2 separate regions of the Mus musculus genome follow, and region 1 is linked to region 2. A link is a contact called in public Hi-C data. All regions are on one chromosome and are shown on one strand. The core of a region is the stretch at or near the end of the contact, and the rest is flanking DNA. Distances in the headings are between cores, read along the strand shown. Region 1 overlaps Gm37323 (a long non-coding RNA gene). Region 2 has its middle 8.1 kb from the start of Gm22307.

The links. Hi-C and Micro-C count contacts between places; a contact is called where the count stands out from the background.
Region 1: a contact with region 2 is called in a Hi-C map of uterus, with 2.7 times the contacts expected there. The contact joins two enhancer-like sites. A contact is called at or near these places in 2 of 39 promoter capture datasets (epiblast stem cells and liver), 4 of 484 Hi-C or Micro-C datasets (nephron progenitors and uterus) and 1 of 115 datasets of contacts at active chromatin or transcription factors (embryonic stem cells).

Annotation. Positions count from the first base shown.
Region 1 is chr1:4,601,084-4,604,055 of GRCm38.p6, reverse strand. The region is part of intron 1 of Gm37323 (a long non-coding RNA gene); the gene reads left to right. Gm46082 (a long non-coding RNA gene) reads left to right here. Exons shown (of 3, transcript XR_001778820.2): 3 at 14-1,147. Among named protein-coding and RNA genes, the nearest start is that of Gm46082, 4.1 kb to the left of the region's middle. Within about 2 kb of position 1,430, at least 4 of the 459 cell types and tissues checked have an H3K27ac peak or open chromatin away from gene starts, as enhancers often do. A contact at or near this core is called in uterus, where this site is marked.
Region 2 is chr1:4,519,403-4,522,348 of GRCm38.p6, reverse strand. No RefSeq gene overlaps it. Among named protein-coding and RNA genes, the nearest start is that of Gm22307, 8.1 kb to the left of the region's middle. Within about 2 kb of position 1,483, at least 9 of the 459 cell types and tissues checked have an H3K27ac peak or open chromatin away from gene starts, as enhancers often do. A contact at or near this core is called in uterus, where this site is marked.

The DNA of each region.
Region 1 (2,972 bases), core at 181-2,680, 82 kb before region 2:
CTTTCCTCTGCAGACCTGCCCTGTTCACTAACTTGGGAACTTCAGGACATTGCAATCATGTCTCCCAAATTGGAATTCCACCTGCTGTGCCCAACATGTGGTATAAAACACACATGGATAAATGTACTTTGTATTTCAGTTAAAAAACCGTAATTCACCATATGTATGCTGAGGGCACAAACAGCCAACTCCTGGTATCCAGTTATCTAGAATGATGATCTCACTGTCAGCCCTCTGGTTTGCTTTTTCTCATTTTCCCCCAGGTGCCTCAGGATGAATTCTGGGAGCTCTTGTCTAAACTTTGTGTCCCTCGTCCTTCATTATGTTATTATCCTACTATCTACGTTCTACTGAGAGCCCCCTGTGTTCCTTTTAGTTCAATACAAGCTTACTAGTGGCTAACAGGACAAATGGTGAATGTCAGTTAACAGAATAGGAAAACAGCATTGTTGAGGTGTTTGCCAAAGAAGTCATCCGGAAACAGTCCAGTAGTACAGTGAATTGCCTTCTAGCTCTGGAGGTTTGAGTGTATAGTCAGAAGTCCTGGAGAATGCTTCCTGAGAATCTGTGTATTTGCCTTTGCCCTCTCACCTGACTTCCAATCGTCCGCAGAGTAGGGTATGTGCTCTCCACTGACGTATGTGAAGGCTGACCAGAAACTTTAGCCTCCATGGTCTCCAATGACATGAATTTTATTTATCAATTTCAGTATCTAAAATTTTCCAATATACTAGCAACAGCATCCTTGCAACAGTATCAATTTAAAAATGACAGTCTTACAAGTCAAAGCGGGGACATAGATTTTCAAAATTCTTGAGGGGCTGTAAGGTTTATTTATTTTGTAAAAGAATTCATAATATGAAGTAAAAGAAACAGCCAGGGCTGGTGTGGTCACTCAGTCAGTAAAGTGCCTGTTATAAAAACACTGAGTATGAGAGTGTTCATTTGTCATCCCTGAGGAGGGGAGGGGAGGACAAGAGAGGATGCTCTAGCCTCACTAGCCAGCCAGTCTAACTAATTGTCTAGCTCATGCCAATGAGAGATCCCATCTCAAAGAAGGTGCATTACATTCCTAAGGATGATCCCCAATTATCCTTCCACATGCACATGTGCCACCCACCACACACACCTGCATCCTGTATGTACACATTCATGTGCACACACACATGCAGAGAGAGAGAGAGAGAGAGAGAGAGAGAGAGAGAGAGAGAGAGAGAGAGAGAGAGAGGAGATATGAAAGAAATATGTCTCAGCACTGAGCATAATATTAAAAGATTTGCCTTAGAGAGCTGAAGATAAACGTGACCTTGCACATCATGTTGCCACAGCGAAGTGGCTATTTAGGAAAAGTGAAGCTTGGTTGCCATACAAAAGGCCTCCCCAATTGTGTATTGCTTATTTCCTCACATTGTGGCCTCCATTGGCACATGTGGGGTGAGTCAGACCTGCATTGCTGATTCCAGGGTCTAGATAAGGCATCTGGAAATCGCTGTGAGCCCAAAGAAGGGGTGAGGCAACAACTGCCTATTTTATCAGGATTTCCAGGATGACTGCATGGCCACACCCCTTTGGCTCTGTAGTACTGAAGGGAAGGGGAGGCTGGAGGGTTGGGGGATGTGCAGTCTGGATGTTCAGTCCATGCACCTTAGGCTGAAGGATTTGGCTGTATAATCATCCACAGAGAAAGCATTGGGGAGTAGTGCCCAGTACCAGTAAATGTTATACTGTGTATACTTTCAATATATTCCCAAAACTTGCGATACAGACGGCGTTTGCGTCCCATAGACTAGGTGTGCAAGCTATTAATAGGTGAACCGAGTGCTGTCTTGTAACTCTGGCTGAGTCTGTTATCCCTTAACCCCGGTCTTTGCTCAAGCTTCCTCTAGGGTGTGCTCCTCACTCGAGGACCCCTGCAGCCTGTTAGTCATTTAGTTGAAATGTTTTTAGCTACATTAAATCTAAGTGTTCTCCCATCATTGCCTGTGAGTTGCCTCTATCTCACCATCCTGCAAATCCAAAATTCAGAGCCATCTTTCACCCCTCACTTTTTGCATCACATCTAACAGTTATTCAGGTGATTTTCATGGGAAGATAACACATACCTTAAGTTTACCGAGCTGGTTGTGCTAACCACTTAATGGAATTGAGCACATTTTTGTTGTCTGCAGCACCTGCTGCCAGAAACTTTTCTTATGGAAAAACAAAAGCTCTGTGCCATTAAATACTAGCTTTCCATTCTCCCTCTTCAATACACGCTTCTTTGCCATGATGTTTCTTTTATTTTTGCTTTCTGTAATGTTGTGGATGGTACTTAGAACTTGGAACATGTTGGACACTGATGTGCACCCAATCTCTTTCTGTCTATGAACATGAGTTTTCTAAGCATTGTGGAAAACCTTGAAGGGCCACAGAGCACCAAAAGCCACAGGGACACTTCCTGAGCAGCATCACTGTTGGTGGGAGAGCAAAATGGTCTAGCCACTGTGGAAATAAGCATGGCCATTCCCAAAACACCCTAGAAATGGGTCTAACATATGACTAGTTACATCACTACTGCCCAAAGGACTCTATTTCCTATTACAAAGACACATACCCAGCCATAGTCATACCTGCTCTAGGACAGGGAAAAGCTTAGATGTCACCAACTATAATATTTTCTCTTTCTGTGGTGTTGTGCATGGCACGTACAACCTGGAGCATGGTAGGCAAGCATTCTACTACTGAACTGCACCTAGTCTCTCTGTGAACATGAGTTTATACACACACACACACACACACACACACACACACACACACACACACAAACACACACACACACACACACACACACACACACACAGACTAAAAAACCCAGTGCCAGTGAGAGATACTTCCACTATTGCTTTTGATTGTCCATAAGAGCTTGATGGTAAGACATTATTACTGAAGATACCACAGAACACAGAAGATCATGGAACATGGAGAAATCAAGT
Region 2 (2,946 bases), core at 234-2,733:
GGCTGTATTGTTAAACCATAAAATGACCAATATAACAAACTAATTGGGGGAACATTTTTTCTGATGCTTTACCTCATCATAATTGCCAAGTCAGGATCCTAAGTGCCCCCCACCTTTTATAACAGGGACCATTTTATTACATTGTTCACTAAAAACTAGCATGATTTTTCTCTCACAATCAAAGTCTTAAACTACTACACTAAGTATTGAAATTATTAGTTATTCAAAGACCTAACTATGTAGGCTGTGGTCTGTGCTCCGAGAGAACATGAAGTAGTTCCCTCTCCCTGGATATTTGAGACAAACTGAGCAAGTTCATGCACTCATGAGTTATGGAGACTGAAATTTCTGGCGAGCAGAGGAGGACAGGAAGGGACGCTGGAGCCTGTGGAGCTAAAGATCAAGTTGAAGCTTATTAGACAGGGGTGAGGGAAGACATTTCCAGAGTAGCTGGAAGAGGTGTTCTTGATAACCTTGCAGGGTCTAGGATTCGGGGCACATCTTTAAGCAGCAGCTTCCTGATTGCTGGTTCATTTGGGGACGTGATTAACTGTCTTGTACAGTGCTATTCCCATTTGGCTGGTTTAGAGACACTCAACAGAGCAAATAGCCCACCTGGCACTCAGTACTTACTCAGTACTTGTTCTGCATGGCGTCTGGCTCCTTGTCATCTTGGCAGGATCTTACTAGATCAACATTCCTCCTCCTAGTGCTTTCCCAGTACTTTCAAGGGATGGGGGAAGGGCTCTCAACAGGAATCTATCCATTGAGAGGCAGAACTATTCTCCTCCTAGTGTCTTCTCCCCATGAGTATTAGATTGCCCATCTCATCTATCTTCCTCCCTGCTTCTGGTTCCTATCATTCTTCTGAGGCTTTCAATGGGTTCTGCCCTTGGCATCTCTTAATCCTCCCTACTGTCACTCCCACTTAGACCTCCTGGACACCTATACATTGATCCATGTTACAAGGATCAAGAGAAGCCTCTCTGGTCTCAGAAATCTTATAACCCAGAGCCTGAGTAGTGCACTTTGGCTGGGTCAGGCTGGCAATGACCTGAATTCTAAGAGAAAATAGCTAATACAGTAGAGAATTCATCCTAGGGCTGGTGTATTCACATTCTATAGCTGTCTCTGATGGGGGATCCTATTGAAAACAAGGGTCCCATTAATGTACTTGTCACATACCTCTTTTTAGAGAATGTTTAAAATATATTTTTATTTATCCTTTGAGAATTCCATACACTCATATTACAGTTCTGTTCACTTCCTGCTCTTCTCTTAATCCATAGCCTTCCTAGCCTGAAGAAGTTTGCCTAGCCTCAGTGTTATGGACTTAATGAGTGGGGGCTGCAAGGAAGCAAAGGAGGGAGGGAAGTGAGATGTGTCCTGGGTTAACCTTTCTGGGCTCTTTCTGCACCTGGGTTGGCCCTCCCTGGGAGGGCTCCCACTAGAGTTATTCATTCTCCTGCTGATGTGTCAGCCTTTGTGAAGGCACTCCCTTGAATGGTGGTTGACGCTAACAGAATGATTTGAAGATTTACTGGGTTGGGTTAGACGGTGGTGTTTGCACAACTGCATAGAAGGCCCAGTGTTGGTGTCAAAAGATCTCACTAGAGAGACTACCTCTTTAAAGAGGAGAGGCTCAGGGCAATTTCCCCTGGGACACTTGTAACATGCAGTAGGGCTAAAATGTGGAATTCTACAGTTTCAACCTTATGCCATCATTGACTGTGCAATGATACTTATCCACTCTTGCTGGCTCCTCTGCCCTGACCAATTCCACTGTTACATAAATTACCCAGAGTTGACTGCTACAGCTTCCACTGTAGGACTGCTTGCTTAGGGCAGTTTAAAAGCAGAGGTGCTGCTATAGATAAATCACTTGACAGTTCACAGAGGACTGAATTCTGAGGAATATAACTAGCTAGTGGGAGAAATGCACAAGTCCACTATTCCTTCTCTACAATTCTAGGACCTAAAACCATAGGGAAAACTCAGCCTAACCATATTTGTGGCTACTCAGAATCTGTTATTCTAACCTAGACATTGCTTTTTCAAAAGTCAATGTGCTATGGCTCCCACAGTATCTCGATCCTCCTGGAGTAACAAGCTTGGACCTTTGTTCATCTGCCTGAGCCTATTGACCTGCACTCCAGGGTCACCCGCTGGTGGAGGTTCCTGTCCCTAAACATCAGTAGCTTTTTTGACTGGCAGGAGGTGACAGCTGTGCCCTTTCCCTCAGCCAGCCTCATACCTCTTGGGCTAAGTCCTGCTAAATGCATAAGCACATATCAAGACAATGAAAAGTCATACTTTCTATTCCTCCTTGCTATGAAAAGCCTTCTTCTCTGAACGCTAACGAGCATTCATATAACAGTCTACTTCAGATGTGAGGACCATATGGGCTGAATGAACCCTCTGGTAGGTTCATGATATCTCAAGTAGAATTCTAAAACAAACAACAAACCAGTCCTGAAAAGCACAACAATTTTACAACCTATCAGACAGGGATACAATGAACGTTAAGGTCTCTTTTCCATTTTGTTTACTTTCAAGAGTGAAAAGATTCCCATTTATGCTCACATTTCAATGTCTGCCTGCAGGGTAGTGTACCAGACCTCTCTAAGATATGAATGTGCAGTTCATTGTTTTTGTGATAGGCCCCAAAGGCTTTGAAATAAGATTTTGGATCTTGAATTGGCCAGTTGTGTTGGCACGTGGCTGCACTCTGGGGCCTGAGACAAGAGGATCTCAGGCTTGAAAGCCAGCCTTGGCTGCACAGCAAGACCTGTCTCCAAGCAGTAACACAGTAACACAAAGCTCTTGTGACTTGTTTATGCATGTGCCAGAGGAACACTCATTAGGGCATAGAGAGCATGCCTTTCACAAACAAAACCATTGTTCCTGGAAGCTGGAGATGGAGTTCAGTTGTTAAGTGTTGCTGTA